Linked DNA regions of Hordeum vulgare: region 2 is linked to region 1. The links are chromatin contacts, called in public Hi-C maps. All regions are on one chromosome and are shown on one strand. The core of a region is the stretch at or near the end of the contact, and the rest is flanking DNA. Distances in the headings are between cores, read along the strand shown. Region 1 holds the start of LOC123406135. Region 2 holds the start of LOC123405965 (plant intracellular Ras-group-related LRR protein 2-like).

Region 1 (3,027 bases), core at 259-2,758:
CTACTCCCAAGCTGACCGAGCAGCTACCGTTACATTTCCTTAACAATGATACTAATTAGTAGCATGCATGCATATGGTCTAAGTTTTTTAAATGACACAGCATGCTAGCCACGCTTGTATCCTGTTACGCAAGTACACACGCATATTAATTAGTAGCATGCATGCATGCGCTTTTGACTATTCCTAGTAATCAGGTAGTAGGAGGTGCAGGATTTACATGCTAGGTAACCATTATTTGTTAACCTCTCACACAATTTTTTTATTCATATATAGTGTACTAATACATATGAAATAATTGGTCTTCAGATATGTTTAAATGACAAGCACGGCAAAATAACGAGACAATTGTATTCACAATAACTGACAAGCTTATATAAGGCAACTGAGTATAGTTTTATCCATATATAATATACTAGTACATATGAAAATAACTGGCCACTGCATATAACTTAAATGGCATGGGTTGCAAAATAATACGACAATTAGTATTTATAATAATTGACAAGTTTATATAGACAACTGAGTTGAATTAATTTGATAAGAAAAACAAACACCACAACAACTAGGTCTTAGAACAATCAAATGTCATTTTATGACACAACACACCAATCAGATAGAATTAAATTAATAAGTACAGCAAAACAACACACAAACTATTCTTTACAATAACTGACAAGTTGCATGAGATTGTATGGCAACTAGGTAGAAAGAAAGTGATAAGAACACCAAAAAAACTATCGTAAATAGGATTATATAAGCACCGACAAGCTTTATGAGATAATATGACAACTAGGTAGGATTAACATGGCAAGAACATCAAAACATTCTGTGAATTGCATTTTATAAACACATAATCTTTGTATGAAACGACATAAAAAATATAGCAATTAAGTTTATTTTATCCGGCAAGTAAGTGGTTAATAATATGGTAAGTGAGTGAAAGAATATGGCAATTATCAGATGGAAAAAAAGTTATCGAAACATGTCGATATGGGATCTTGTTTCGAAGATCTTATCGCGATAAAGTCAACGATGAAAACAGATCATCGATTGAATCAACGGTTATAAAGATAAAATATTTTAAATTTCAAACATTAGAAGCATATTTAGGATGTGAACAACAACCGCCGCACGGGAATGCCAACATGCAGCGCCGCTGCCTAGTTGAGTCCTTTTTTCTTTAAAATGTAAAGGATTTATTTTTATCCTTCATACGAATAGGAATACATTCCTACTCCCTCCATAAACTAATATAAGAGCATTTAGAATGCTATTTTAGTAATCTAATCGCTCTTATATTACTTTACAGAGGGAGTACAAACCAGGGGGCTTCAACGATTTTTTTTCTTGCAAAATTCCTATCTTTAGTATTCCTCCAAATGGAGGCCTTCTTCGTACTGGGGATGGGCTGGGCCAGAAAGCCAGCCAGCCAGGCGCTGCTGCTCGCCCAGCAAATCCCAGCCCACTGTGTTGGAACGAAACTGCCGAAGGGAAAAAACCTCGACGCCGTCGGCCGGTCACATTTCAGTAGGAATAGCCTTCGCCAGTCGAATTCCTCTCTCCCTGCCCCCCAAAACCGAACTAGCGGCGGCGGCGAAGTGGTTGGTGGAGAGGAGATGCTGCGATTCCCGGCGCTGATGCGGCAGTGGCCGTCGCCGCCGCTGATTCCGGCGTCCACACTCCTCCCCGTGCCCGCAACTACCCAGGAGGACGAGCTCCTCCTCGCCATGGCCGAGTCCGACCTCGAAGACAAGGTACCGCTGCCCTTCCCCTTCATGTCCGTGTCCTTCGTCCCCACCGCACCCCGCAGCTCTAACGCCTACCCCGCTCTGCTCTTACTTGCTCTCCCCTCTCAGCTGAACGCGATCCGCAAGACCAACAGCAACCTGGTGATCATAGGCAAGCCCACCAACGACGTGAAGGAGGAGTACGACGCGGAGGTGGAAGAGGACGACGTCGACAACGTTGACGAATCCGACGGGGACGATTTCGACCAAGAAACCGGCTGAGCCGTCCGGCTCCCCCAGGCTCCAGTCCCAATACGTTGGCCTTTCTGCAAAGCAATCTGTACGCTTGTTGCAGCCCGAGATCCCCAATTATCTCTAGTTGTTACTAGATCAATTTGTGCAAGCTATCATACTTTACTTTGCTACATGGTGTTTCGACGATTCGGGGGGTTTACCTACCCTTGGATTAGCTCGTTAATGCTGTCAGGTATTTATCGAAACACCGATATGAATCATTTCTCTATGTGAATGCCTTACCGCCTTGTGCTTCTTGGCCACGTTTCTTTACAGCTGAGTCAATGATAATCTGATATTGGGTATCTGCGTTTGGAAGCTAGGGACACGTGATTCACTAATGTGCTCCTTGTATTCCTTTCTGAAGCAGCACCATGTATGTAAATTGTGATGGTCAATCTATATTTAGTGTTATGGATAGGGACAAGGGGGTGACCGCCCTAGAGATGGAATATTAGAGACAGAGGTCGGATTCAATTTGAGATAGGGTTCAATGTTTGACCACTCCAGTTACATAACACATGGGTGCCAAGTAGATCATCTCTATGTAAGAGGAAGCATTTACCAAGTATTGGGAAGCAATGGATCAATTATGAACTTATGGTTATTGGTGAGGACCAAGTCGTAGCCCAGTTGCGTGTCTGCACCTGCCTAGGTTCGTCTCCTAGTGGAGTGGACGCAAAATTAGCCACATTGGTTAAATTTCAGTAGATTCCTTTCCAGGGCCTCTCATTCTCATTCTCATTAAATTTCAGTTGGTCTAAAAAATTGTGAGTGTTTCGTGGTGTAGCTTAGTCTAGCTATCCTGCTATGACCCAATGATCATTATAGCAGGACCAGCACATGCAGGAAGAAGTGGAACGACACAACGGCGATGATCAAGTAAGCCGTGAAGCGTGAAGTAGTGGAGGACATGAAGTAGCTGCTAGAAGTTTTAGGCGTCGAATCAGGTGGAGAAAGTACATGGCTACATACATGCGCATCACTGTTGATGGCGAAGGGTGCC
Region 2 (3,092 bases), core at 532-3,031, 540 kb before region 1:
CGCTCCTCCTCGGCCTGCAGCCTCTTGTCCATGTACTCCCTCACCGCTCCGACGCCCTTGGCCACCACCTCCATGGGCGGCACGACGAGCGGGTTCTGGTCCACGCAGAGCCGCTCAAGCCGGTCCATTCTTCCGAAGCAGTCCGGCAGCGCGTGTATCTGGTTGTTGCTGAGGTCGAGGTCGCGAAGGCCGACCAGGTCGCCGAACGACGCCGGCAGGTCCCGCATGTCGCTGAAGTTGCTACTCAGGTTGAGCGACTCAAGCGCCACCAGTTTGCCGAAGGAGGAGGGCAGGCCGCGGAGCTCGTTGAAGTGCGCATCCAGGAGGCGCAGGGACCGCATCTCGCAGATGGAGGACGGCAGCTGACGCAGCTTGTTGAGCTGCACCCAGAGCTTCTGCAGGTTCACCAGCTCGTGGCCGATGCCCGTCGGGAGGTACGCCAGAACGTTGTAGCTGGCATCCAGCTCCACCAGTGACCTGGAGTCCCGAATTGAGACGATTAGCGAGCATTTCTAGCTAGTTTACAGTGCAAACTGGAATGGGTCTAGCTAGCGCCAAGAAGGAAGATGCCTTGCGAATGCATGCATGGGGGGCTATGGCTGGCTGGTTGGTCACCTGCATTTTGAGATGCTGTCGGGCAGAGATCTGAGCTTGTTGCCAGAGACGTCCAGGACCTTCAGGTTGGAGAGGAGCCCGATGGAATCCGGGAGGGAGACCAACACATTGGAAGCGAGGCGGAGTTCTTCCAGATGTTCAAGCCCGCCTATGGCATCGGGGACAGCCTGCAATCTCCATGTAAAACCACCGGTAAGCACTGTGCTATGTGTATTGCCGAACCAAATTACCCTTGTGCCTTGTGGAGAAACAGGATTTGCAACGTGCAAGTAAACTATGGAAATCCATTTTCCTTGTTACACGTATATATAGAGCCTCAAATCAACCTAACGTTCGAAGGCCCGAATTTCCCGGATCGGACGAACGATTACCAGAATCTCCCATCGATCGATCGTACTCCTATATACTCTGTACGTGTGATATATGCATGGGGATGGGGAGAGACGGAGGCGGCGTTAGCAAACCCTGACCTGGAGATGGTTGCGCGAGACGTCGAGCACGAGGAGGCCGCGGATCCGGCCCAAGGGCTCAGGCAGGTGGCGCAGCTGGCGGTCGGCGAGGCGCACCTGCTCCACCGCCCTCCCTTCCTCCGCCTGCTTGAGCAGCCTCACCACCTCCTCGTCCACACCGCCCGATCCCTCGTCCTCCCCTCTATTGCCGCCACCTCCCACCACGTCCCTTCCGTGCATCGCCATCCGGTACACCCGCTCCAGCTTCTCCTCCGCCTGGCGCAGCAGGGCCCCGTAAGCCTCGTGCTCCTCGTCTAACCGGAGAAGCTCTTGGCTCGCCACCACCTTCTCGTAGATCTCCTCCTGATTCCCCAATCCGGCGAGGTTTCCATGGGAGTACGAGAGGAGGAAGGCACGGGAGGAGTCGAGCAGCTCGTGGTCGGGGCGGGGGCCGAGGTGGCGGATCGCGTCGCGGGCGCAGGTGATGTCGGCGACTGCGCGCGTCATGGAGGCGAGGACGGACGGATGTCGGAGGCCAGGCATGCGCTCCACGAGCTCGAACTCCGCGGGGCCCGACGGGGCGCGCGGGGACGGGGACGGCGGCGGAGGCTGTTCAAGGTCGCGCGGGGAGGAGAGCCTCGGGGACCCCGTCTTGATCGAGGGGAGGCGGGAGAGCACATAGGAGAGGATCGGGTGCGAGTTCGGCGACGGATCCATGGCGGCTGCGGAATGGAGGTTCCGGCTTGAAGCTGAGGCCGGGGATCGGAATTCGGAAGAGACGAAGAAGAAGATAGCGGGCGGCAGATCCCTCAAGGATTCCGATATTTATATGTGGCGGGGAAGTTGTGTGGGCTGACTGTTCAACGCATGCGTGTCTACGCCGTTGGACCGACTAGCAACGGTCCGGATGCAGCGTCGCATGCCGCCCTGTCATGTGGTCTACGTACGATTTAAGTTAAGTTAGGCTTTATTTGCCCAAATTTGGAATCCCATTTGGCAAACTTAATCTGTTTGGGGCAATTCATTTCATATTTGACCGTCCATGTCGGAAACTGTTCGATATCCCCGTCTACTTGCTCATAAAATAGTACTTCTTCCGTCCCACAATGCAAGACATTAATTTAAATAAACTAAATAAAGAGTACTTACTATGTAGTTTATGAGTCAAGATTAAACTAAAGAGTGGAATGAACTAAACTAGCCTAGTGCATATTCCCTAATATGGTCCACGTGTGATAATTTGAACGGTGGGCATCGATGTTTCTATTCTTGGGAGTTGGGAAAAGATGACCGCCGATGCTTGTGATCCAGGAGGCACGCGTGGATAAGAACGTGAAGATGATTTTTCGGTGCATCAAAGCACAACGCCGTGCGACAAAGATGGGCACCGCCAAGCTCCCACAGTTTGGACCTCCCTCAAGATGGTTCCGGAATTTTGACTTTCAACCATGTAATCAAGCAAGTAATAAAACAGAAATATACGAAGGATCAAGATGGGTTGGGGAGGACATCGAGAGATGTTTCCGTGCATCGATCGATTATCTAGAAAACAGGATGTTACAGAAATTCTACCATGTGATACGCCCTAAACATAAAACGTGGAATATCAATTCTGCCATGCACATGAGAAATACTCTCTCTCTCTCTCCGTGTCTCTATGTGAAAAGACCTAAGGAATAACAAGTCCTTACGAGTACATATTTATAAAAATTGTATTTAAAATCTTTCATTTATAATGCACTGTAAGCATAGGTCGATGTCGCCTCTAGACCTTCACCTCGACAAGAATAACTTTTTAAAACATCAAAATTTATAGAAGCAGAGGGTGAAAAGTCATCGATGTAAACCATAAGACACTAATGGCGCAAATGGCTGCCCCATAGAAAAGAACATTGATAAGGGCAATACCACGAAAGCCGACTAAATCCGGTGGATCCCAAAAGAACCACCCAAGATACAACTTCATATGGCTTCCACCGGTGAAAACATACCGGTGAGACGGGGATAGGGCAGGGAGAACATTATTCT

Evidence for each region. A called contact is a pair of places that touch in the nucleus more often than the background predicts.
Region 2: a Hi-C map of seedling shows a contact between it and region 1, with 3 times the contacts expected there. The contact joins the promoter of LOC123405965 here to the promoter of LOC123406135 in region 1. A contact is called at or near these places in 2 of 6 Hi-C or Micro-C datasets (leaf and seedling) and 1 of 1 datasets of contacts at active chromatin or transcription factors (embryo).

The regions. Positions count from the first base shown.
Region 1 is chr6H:325,046,624-325,049,650 of MorexV3_pseudomolecules_assembly, reverse strand. LOC123406135 reads left to right here and starts at 1,508. Exons shown (of 2, transcript XM_045099616.1): 1 at 1,508-1,754; 2 at 1,857-2,250. The coding sequence starts at 1,617. The coding sequence ends at 2,009.
Region 2 is chr6H:325,586,713-325,589,804 of MorexV3_pseudomolecules_assembly, reverse strand. LOC123405965 (plant intracellular Ras-group-related LRR protein 2-like) reads right to left here and starts at 1,781. Exons shown (of 3, transcript XM_045099473.1): 1 at 1,086-1,781; 2 at 616-782; 3 at 1-477. The coding sequence starts at 1,781.